Regions from separate parts of the Rattus norvegicus genome. Here region 2 is linked to region 1. The links are chromatin contacts, called in public Hi-C maps. All regions are on one chromosome and are shown on one strand. The core of a region is the stretch at or near the end of the contact, and the rest is flanking DNA. Distances in the headings are between cores, read along the strand shown.

What was found. Hi-C and Micro-C count contacts between places; a contact is called where the count stands out from the background.
Region 2: a Hi-C map of the Rat2 cell line shows a contact between it and region 1, with 4 times the contacts expected there. The contact joins the promoter of Tmem88b here to the promoter of Mib2 in region 1. A contact is called at or near these places in 11 of 12 Hi-C or Micro-C datasets (the A7r5 cell line, the Rat2 cell line, Schwann cells and 7 more).

Annotation. Positions count from the first base shown.
Region 1 is chr5:171,539,482-171,544,610 of GRCr8, forward strand. Mib2 (MIB E3 ubiquitin protein ligase 2) reads right to left here and starts at 2,429. Exons shown (of 20, transcript NM_001005901.2): 1 at 1,748-2,429; 2 at 598-754.
Region 2 is chr5:171,674,767-171,679,965 of GRCr8, forward strand. Tmem88b (transmembrane protein 88B) reads right to left here and starts at 1,377. Exons shown (of 2, transcript NM_001109426.1): 1 at 840-1,377. The coding sequence starts at 1,091.

The DNA of each region.
Region 1 (5,129 bases), core at 1,179-3,678:
GCACCGACTGCGCTTCCAAAGGTCCTGAGTCAGCAGCCACATGGTGGCTCACAATCATTCGTAATGAGATCTGATGCCCTCTTTTGGTGTGTCTGAAGACAGCGACAGTGTACTTATATATAATAACTAAATAAATCTTTTTATAAAAAAAACCAATGCTACTTTCAAATGCACATTAAATGTCACAAGCATGCTGAAAAACACAGTGTTATGTGTGCCACCCTCCCTGTAGGAAATTCACCTACAGAGTTAACTGACTTTTTCCTTTGCCAGAAATACTGGGCTCTGTCACCGGACAGAGCCATGTCCCTGGGCAGTATCCAAACACTCCTGGAGTTTTTGCTATAGATAGTTACAAGTATAGCAGGGTGTGTTAAAGTACGAGGGTGTGCTTGGCAAATATGCTTCAGCAGAAGTAGAACTCACTTTAGGCCAGCTTTCAGGAAGCAGAGGCAGGCAGACTTCTGTAAGTTCAAGGCCAGTCGGGTCTACAGAGCTAGTTCCAGGGTTCCAGGACAGCCAAGGCTATACAAAGAAACCCTGTCTTGGAAAGCTAGGAGAAACAATAAAACAAATGAACAAACAACAAAAACTCACCTTAGAACACAAAGAAGCCTCTAGTCAGCATCCCAGGCATTTAGTTGCTACTTCCTGGGCCACAAATTTGCTTCCTGGGCCAAAACTTCCTGTGGGAAACTAGCAGCCATTGCCAACATAGAATACAGCAAACCAAACAGGAAGGCAGGGAGCCAGGCTGGGGAAAGATCATTTTCGAGGCAGTTTTACACACAGTATTTACTGCCATAACCAGACAGTGACCATTCTGGCTGCTGTTGCTACCAGTGTTCCCTCCTTTAAGAAACAAACTTTCTTCTTCTTCTTTTTATAATGTGGCCCTCACTAGCCTGGATCTCACTATATAAACCAAATTCCTTTCAAGTGTTGAAATTAAAAGCATTTGTGGGACATCATGCCAGGACATTTAATAGGGTCAGAATTATCAGAACAGTGTAGGGGGATGCTGCCCCTTATTATATGAATATCTTATTGGGAATCCCAAAACAACCACAAAAATTAAGTCATTGTTATAATATAAAAGTTAGCAGACTGCCTTTATTTAGACAAATAAAACTACATGACACAGAGAGCATTCAGGACTCATCTCCCTATACCTGTGGTGGTGTCTGAAACAGTAATTGAAAATGTTTAACAAAACTGGTTCATCAGAGACCCCCTACTAGGCAGGTGGATGTCCTAGATGCCAGTAGAATCAAACAAGAATGTCAACTGAAGACACAGAGGCTGGAAAACCAGATCTGCCCTGCACTGAGACATCTGCTGGGGGACATCATTAAGGTTCAGGGGTATCACCGCTGCTAATCTTGCTGAAGAACTCTGGGTACACTGTAGCTTGGGGTTCACCACCCTGCCTAGGGCTGACCTTGGGTGGGATAATGACATACAGATACTTGTTGCATCAGAAGCAACAGGCCAGAGTGGAATGTGTAGCCAGATCTTCTATAAGTGGCCAACCTTCCTCTGTCCCCAAGCCCATTCCAGCTCATTAGGAGCCTTCCTGGCATCTCCGCTTTTCTCATTGGTTCTGAACCCAGAGGAGGCAGAAAGGACGATTTCTCACTGCCCAGTCCACTCAAGCCTATTTAAACAGAAACACAAACCCTGACATAACATCATCACAGGGCATCCTCAAGGGAAACAAACCAAACCCAAACTCACAAGCGCTCACCTGTCTGGAGGTCCAGTGTCCCCCACCCGCCTTGAGAATCGGGCAGGAAGCCCTGATGCTTGGAGACTTGGGACTGGGCTCCGCCGTGCTGACCTTCCTTTCTGAAAGCCCCCGGAGATCCAACCCTATGGCCAGGGGTGCTGAGACGCAGTTAACATCTGAGAAGGGACAGAGGCCGCTGGTCGCCTTAAAAAGCTCCCATGGGTCTGGTGGCTGGGACACGCTGCATCACCCCCACGCACCGAGAACGCGCAACGGGCACGAGCTGGGTCCGGGGGGGAAGGACTAAAAGCCGGTCGTGCTGAAGGGCCGAGGTCGGCCGACAAGACCTCAGCCTCGTCAGGATGATCAGGCCCCCCTAGGCCCCGTGCCACCGCCCCCGGCGCTGGGAGGGCGCCCGGCCCGGCCCCCCACTTGCCCGGAGTTTCCGCGCTCGTTCGGCCCAGGAATACCCGGCTCTGAGCAGCGCAGAGGCTGACAGTGGAACCTCGGCTTGCCACCGAGGCGCCAGCTGCAGCCCGCCGTCCTCCGCCCCCCAACAGTGCTTAGCAAGGCCGCCTCTCCAGCGCTAGCCCACCAGGGAGCCCCACCACGGCCCCCCGACCACGGTCGCGGGCCGCCGCACAGACTGCCGGGAGCTGTAGTTTGCAGAGACAGCCCGGGGGCGGGGCAGACAACTCCCAGGAGGCCCTGCGCGTGACGCAAAATGCTTAGGGTCAGGGGGTGGGGCATATAGCTACCAAGGTACCCTGAGCATGACGTACTTGTCTGGTCTGGCAGCAAACTGACCGACAGCCGCGGTATGGCCAGCGGGAGCTCTGCTACTCTAAAGAAGAAACTGGAAATACCTGCGTCCTGGCATCCTTGGAACAGAAAGTGAGCGTTGAGAGGTGATGCGGGCAAAGTCGCGCCCGGAAGTGCGTCTGGGCGGAGCCAGAGCGGCACGTGTCTCCTGCGCAGTACAAGTTCCCAGGACGCTCTCTGTTGCCTTGGAGACAGAAGCTTCGGGTGACGTCTTGCCTGAAACGGGTGGGGTTTCCAGAGATGTAGCGAAAACGCATCCAAAGTAATTCTTTTGGCTTTTTTCCCCCCTTCTTTTTGAAATAAGGTTTCACTATGTAGCAAAATGTAGCAACATGTAGCAACATAACCTGGACCTCAGTTTGTTGACCTCGAGCCATGACCTCGAACCCATGGAGCCCCAACAGCCTTTGCCTCCTGAATGCAGAAAATTAAAAGCATGAGCTACCACACCCAGCACGATTTAATTTGTTTTAAAATCAGAGTTGCGCCAGTTTTTCTCTTTTGTTTTTCTGTCGTCGATCTGGGGTGTAGTGGGGATCAACTCTGGTGAACTGAACAACCCCACACTCAGCTACTGATTTTAGTCCCACAGGCATAAAGATAAAAACAGTCATCCAGGCCTTTGCTTTTATAAACAGTACACTACCTTGTTTTACATATCTTAGACAGTTCTGTGTTATGTTCCTTAGACCATAACAACTTAGTTCTCCAATAACTCTCACAAGCTTTGCTCCCTGTGTAAGTTCCACGTGTTCTAACTGTCCCCTCATCCAGCTTGCTGTCCAGGTATATTCCCCTGGCGCACACTATCACGAGTGAACCCAGTCTATTCCTGCACAGTCTTGGTTTTTCTTTGTTCTTTTCTTTATATTTATTTATTTTTGTGGGGGGAGGGGACACCAGTGCCATAACCTTCATGCAAAGTCAGAGGCTCAAGCAAGTGTCTTTGCCTACTAAATTATTTCACTGGCTATTTTTATTTAAGGACAGACAGCATCTTACTTTGGCACAGGTTGACCTCCAACACTGTAGCTCTGTAATCCTACAATTGCAGCCTTTTAAGTGCTGGGGTTTGGGGGCATAAATCACCCCTCCTAGCTCCAACCTTAGATGTGTCGACAGGTTTCTAGTTTGTTGGAGTGGGTGGGTGGTTGGTAGGTTAGTTGGCTTTCGTGATGGGGGGTCTCACTAAATGGCCCTGGCTGGCCTAAAATTCTCATGTAGCCTAAAGCTAGCCTAGAACTCACAAAGATTCACCTGCCTCTGCTTGTTTAGTGCTAGGATTAAAGGCAAGCACCATCGTGTTGGGTTTTACACTGTGTTAGGTGAAATGACATAACAAAGTGTTACGTGTACCACCCTCTCTGTAGGAAATTCACCTACAGAGTTAACTGACTTTTTCCTTTGCCAGAAATACTGTGCTCAGTCATCAGACAGAGCCATGTCCCTGGGCAGTATTCAATTATGGTATGCATTCACCATTTGTGTAGCAGATATCAAGTTCTTAGGCAATTCAAACAGAATAATCCCCCAAGAATGAAAAGCTATAAGAAGAGCAATATTAGAATCCAGTCCAAAATTACAGTGTTCATGGAAGAGAGATGAGGCTAGGGAGATAACATGAGATATAAGGCCAGAGGTACTAATTTCTCAAGATAAGCTGAGACTGGCTGAAGTCCAGATGCAAGTCATACATGGCACCCTTAATAGTGTGCCACATGGCAGATTTAAGTGCTTGGGACAAGGTTGAAGAAAGGACCTTAACTATTAACTCCGATTGTGCAAAGTCCAAAATAAACATTCACTGACGTTTTACAAAGATTGACTTCAACTGTAGATAGAAGGGTATCAGATCCACAAGCAAGAAAAGCGCTGATTGAACCTTTGCCTTTGAAAACACTAATGCTGAATGTAAGAAGGGTGATCAGATCTTTAAAGGCAAGATCAGCACCGATAGATAAATAGATTAGAGAAATCAGTTGGCAAATGATCTAATTCATATGATTTGCCTTTATTAGGAGAAGTGATCAAGAAAGGTTTTGGAAAAAAAATTCAAAAGTGTCAAATGTTTTAATTGTGGTGAGCAAGTTCTGCAGAGACTCTTATCAGGATCACCTGTCAATAAAAAAGCTTATGGCCAATGAGCTGAGGAAGAATTAGGAGGTGGGACATCTGGCAGGGATAGCGTTCTGGGAAATAGAGGTATGGGAGATTTGCTGGGAACGCAGAGGAGACAGCTGAACTCAGGATAGAATCAGGGGAGATTCGTTCCAAGAACTCTGAGGAGATGGATGTAAAAAGACAAGGAGAGGAAACCAACCATGTAGCAGAACCCAGGTTAGAATGAAAAGGATTACAAGTCAAGAGCAAGTCAGAGAACAAGCTGAAATTTATGGCCCAGGTATTTTTTTAAATAAATAATTAGTCTCAGAATCATCATTCTGGGAGTAGGGGTGACTGAGGAAACACTGGATTTATATTTTACAAAGGTCATTTCAAAAAGGATTGTCAACAGAACCACAATCATTCCAGAAAAAGGTATCAGCCTTCTGGGATATGCAAAAGTGTAGCAAGGGCC
Region 2 (5,199 bases), core at 127-2,626, 130 kb after region 1:
TAAGGGAGGACCTGGGCCCGAGGCCTGGAGATCCTAGCTGGGCCTAGAGCTCAGGGCAGAGTCCAGAAAGAAAAGGGTAGGGCTGGAAGGCCTGGAGGTGGAGCCTGGTCAGAAATGTGAGAACTGAACCTAGAGAGTTGGTGGTGGCATTTTTGAGTGCTTGGGTGTGTGTTAGGGGGTTCCTTAAGAAAAGGCCAGAGAACCTCCCTGGCTCTCCCAAGCCAGTTTTCCTGTCCCCATATGAGCTTCCTTCCATGACCCATACCTGTGTTGACAGCTGATATTGAGGTTCATCTGTAGTGTCACCAGCTAGCCTCGTTTCTCTCCATAAGCTTCAGAAAGGGATATAGGGGCCATCTATGTATAGATCAAGCCATAGATGGGGAAACCTAGCCAAGGTCAAGAGGGTTCAGGGAAGGGTGCTCTCTCTCTCTCTCTCTCTCTCTCTCTCTCTCTCTCTCTCTCTCTCTGTGTGTGTGTGTGTGTGTGTGTCTGTGTCTGTGTCTGTGTCTGTGTCTGTGTGTAGTGGAGAGGCACTGAGGACAGGTGAATCTGACAATGTATTTTCCTATCTCTACGTCAACCTCACTGACCAGGCCCTGGTGCCTCCTGGTACAAAGCTAAGAGGGGCCTGGGAGAGGCAAGGCAGCTGTTCCCTGTGTAACAAAGAGCCTTTCTTTGTCTGCAGCTGGTAGGGGTGTTGGCAGAAGAGGAGGATGTATATGTCTCTGGTTACAAAGGGGCAGGGCTAGAAGGGGGCATATTCACCTACAAGCCCAAGGACTTGAACCTCCGCAGAACACTCATTCCCCAAGGACTAACCAATGGATACTGCTCACCCTCGAGTGGCACAGGAATCCCAGGTAGACAACGGCAGCTGCTGGCAGCAATACCAGCAGGAAGACTGTCCCAGGCAGCAGCAGATGAAGCAGGAACCCAGCTAGGGCCCGGGCAGACAGCATCAGGGTCCTGAGGCCTTGGGTGGCCAGGACTGAGATGTGGTAATCGGTAGGCCTTCTTCGGGGTAGCATGGGTGCCGTGTCTGAGGTAACGCCTTCATCCTCTTCTGTCTCCCTTTCCTGATCACTCATGTCCTGCTGTTGCCCTTGAAGGGTGTTTCCCCCCAAGATCACAGTGGTAGGCAGCAGGACTAACCCCCAAGTACCCTAGGCCCAGGCTAGAGATCCTTTTGCCCTCCCCAGATTCAGTTCACACCTAGATCCTAGCCATCAGAGAGTAGACAGTCTACTATCCATCAGGTAGCTAGTCCGTTTAGTCTAGGTCTGAATATCAGTCTCCAGAGCTACTCCTCTACCACAGTTTCCCCCACTACCTTGTTGGGCCTCTTTACCAGGCAAAGGCAGGCAGCTCCTATGTGCTCTTGTCAGGTCTTACAGAGCTCTTCCCATCTGAGCACTGGGGCCCTCCTTCCTCTCAGCCTACCCTTTCCCAGCTTCCAGTTCTCTCAAACAATGGCTTTGCTTCACAGATCTTGGCTATGACAGAAGCCCTATCAATAGCCGCCATCTAGGGGCGAACTATCAACTCATTTCCCAGCCTGAGCCCCTGCCTTTCCCCTTCTCTGACACCAGGTGACTTCATGCTCTGGAGCTGTTCGCAGCATGACCGGGTCGTACGGTTAGTGCTTACTGTAGTGCCCGGCAGGTAATGGATACCTAATTAAAAGCAGATGCAATTACTCCATATTAAATGCAACCCATTGTGGAAGTACGCAACAAGCTCTTCAGATGATGGGAGCATATAGTCCTGAAAACTCCAGCCCTCCCTCTTCTGGTCTCCATAGGCACTGGGTATGCATGTCGTGTACATACATACGTATATTTGGGCAAAATGTTCATACCCATAAAATAAATAAATACATCCCAAATTTTTTGTTTGTTTGTTTTTTTGTTTTTCGGAGCTGAGGACCGAACCCAGGGCCTTGTGCTTGCTAGGCAAGCGCTCTACCACTGAGCTAAATCCCCAACCCCCAAATTTTTTAAAATTATCTTCCTACTAAGCACACACTCTTGTAATTATAGATATAATATATATAATATAATGTATACATACATATATGTATACATACATATATGTATACATACATATATGTATACATACATACATACATATATATATATATATATATATATATATATATATATGAATGACACATCCTCTCCCACTGAGGCTAGGCAACCCAGTTAGGGCAACAGGATCTATAGGCAGGGTAGGAAAAGCCCCTGCTCTAGTTGTTGGAGGACCTGCATAACAAACCACAACAATTATCAACCAAACAACAACCCACCATGCCTCTCAGGGCCCTAACACCATATGGGTGCTGGGAATCTAACCGCAGTCCTCTGTACGAGCAACAAGTGTTTGCAACTGCTGAGCCATTTCTCTAGCCCCTGACATTTTATTTTTGACCTGTATGTATGTGTGTCTATATGTGGGTATGTGCACATAAGCACAAGTGTCCTCAGAGGCCAGACACGGTGGTCAGAGCTGCGTATGATAGTACACACATTCTATCTCAGCACTTGGGTGACAGAGGCAGGTAGATCTTTATACATTCCATGTCAGTTTACATAGTGAGTTCTAGGCTAGCTAGCTAAGGCTATATAGTGAGATACATACCGGGACTCCATCTTTTAAAATGGCTCCGTGAGAGGTCCTGAGTTCAAATCCCAGAAACCACATGGTGGCTCACAACCATCTGTAGTGGGATCTTGGCGCCCTCTTCTGGTATACCAGTATATATGCAGGCAGAACACTGTACATAATAAATAATAAATCTTAAATCTTAAAAAAAAAAAAAAAAGGAAAGGAGAAAAGGAGAAAAGGAAGTAGGAGGAGTGGGAGTCAGATTCCTTGGGGCTGAAGTTACAAGTGGTTCTGAGATACCCAGTGTGGGTGCTGGGAATTGAACTCAGGTCCTCTGTAAGAGCACTATATGCTTGGTTGGATTCCTAGTACTCATGATAGGTAACTCCAGCTCCAGAGGATCTGATGCACTTTTGTTTCTGAGGGCACTCATATTGAAGTTGCACACACACACACACACACACACACACACACACACACAAACTTATCTATGTGTATCTGTGAATGTGTAAGTCATAAATGCTAGGGCCCCACTTTTATGGCCTGAATTAACCTTAATTCTCGAAGGCCCCACCTGCCAATATCATTGACAAATACTTACAGAAAATAAATTGTTCGGGATAAAAGTGAATAAGAAATTAAATAATTAATTTTAACAGAGGGAAGGAGAGAAGTTTTGAACATGAACTTTGGGGAGAAACATTCAAACTACGGAATTGTTCCAGGAATTGTTTTAGGCCTTCAAAAGAAGAGCTGTATATGCTTGTGAACTATGCCGCTGTCCTGATAGCTTGGCACAGCTCCACCAAGGAAAGCTGCAGCTGATGATGGAAGAGGCCACAGACGTTCTAAGAAGATAGGGATCCTGGGAAGGGCCGAGGGAACCTGGCATGAACAGAATTACAGTCTCCCTGGATCCTATGTGATAGGAGTCTCTCCACCCTCCCACCTACCCACCCCCTTGAAACTGCCCCATGAAAGTGGCTTTTCAGGCACAGGGTGCTTGACTCACTCCTGTATCATCCTGTGCGGAACGAAACTGAAGCCTCAGCTTATCCCTGTAGTCGGACTTGGGCTACTTTGTGACTTCTTTTTTTCTTCCACCCTTCTCCACTCTTCTCCCACCCTTTCAACCCCATAACACTAGATAAAAGAGAAAGGGAGCAAACATTAGGCTACTTTTTTTTTTCTTTTTTCTTTTTTTTTTCCGGAGCTGGGGACCCAGGGCCTTGCACTTGTTAGGCAAGCGCTCTACCGCTGAGCTAAATCCCCAACCCCATTAGGCTACTTTCTGCTGATTAGAGGTGTCGAGTTCATTTGGGCAAATTTGATCCTCACCTTCAGGATATTCAGTCTTCTTGTTTTTTCTTTTCGAACAACTACTTAACAAACAACAAGTAACAATCCACCAACAACAATGCCTCTCAGGGCCCTACCTAGCATTTATATACTCTCTGAAAAGTCCTCGGAATTCCAAATGTCACACAGTTAAAGCACCAGGCAAGTCACAGTTGGCTGCTGTGGAAGCAGGTGTATATCCCACACCTGGGGTTACAATGAAATGATATTCTTATATTTCTGTATTTTTTTAAAGATTTATTTATTTATTATATATAAGTACATTGTAGCTGTCTTTAGACCACACCAAAAGAGGGCATCAGATCTCATTACAGATGGTTGTGAGCCACCCTGTGGTTGCTGGGATTTGAATTCAGGACCTCTGGAAGAGCAGTCAGTGCTCTTAACCACTGAGCTCTCCAGCCCCTGTATTTTTCTTTTCTTTTTTTCTTTCTTTTCTTTTCTTTTTTTTTTTTTTTTTTTTTTTTTTTGGTGCTGAGGAGCAAACCCAGGGCCTTGCACTTGCTACGCAAGCGCTCTACCACTGAGCTAAATCCCCAACCCTATGTATTTTTTTTTTAAAGAAACAAAAATTCTCACTACACATCCCAGTATGAATGTTTATGTTGGCCCCGATCTTTGCTTCTTGTTGTCTAATCTGTGAAACATGTTTTTAAAGGAACCTCTACCGTAGAAGAGAAAGACAGACATTTAAAATGAACAGAGTTTGGCCAGTGAAATGGTCCAAAAGGCAGGGGGTGTGTTGCAGGCAAGCTTGTTTATAACCTGGTATGAGAAAACTGACTTTCTGCAAGTTGTCATCAGACCTCCCCTGGGCACACAACTCCCGACCACACACAAATGAATAAAATAAATAATATTCGTTCCTGGGTGCTGGGATTAAAAGTGAGTAAAAAAAACTCAGCTAACAAAAAAAAAAATTAATGGCAGACTTCTGTCGAGTGCTGAGATGAAAACAACGGGGTCAGAGACAAAGACTACTTCAGTTTGGCTGTTAGACTCTAAGCCCTTGGGAAGTGGCATCTAAATGGACTGGTGAGGTCCATCGGGCAGGGCCTCCAATATGGGGTCTTCACACTTTTGTTTGGAGACACTTCCTTGTACCACATGGAAGGACTGCTGTTCGCAGGATGGAGAGAGTCCAAATATGTCTCTTGAGGCATTTCATCCTTTGAATAGCTGGAGCTAAAACAGACAGCTAAATGTTATGTTACCCATTGTTGCACAGTCTCC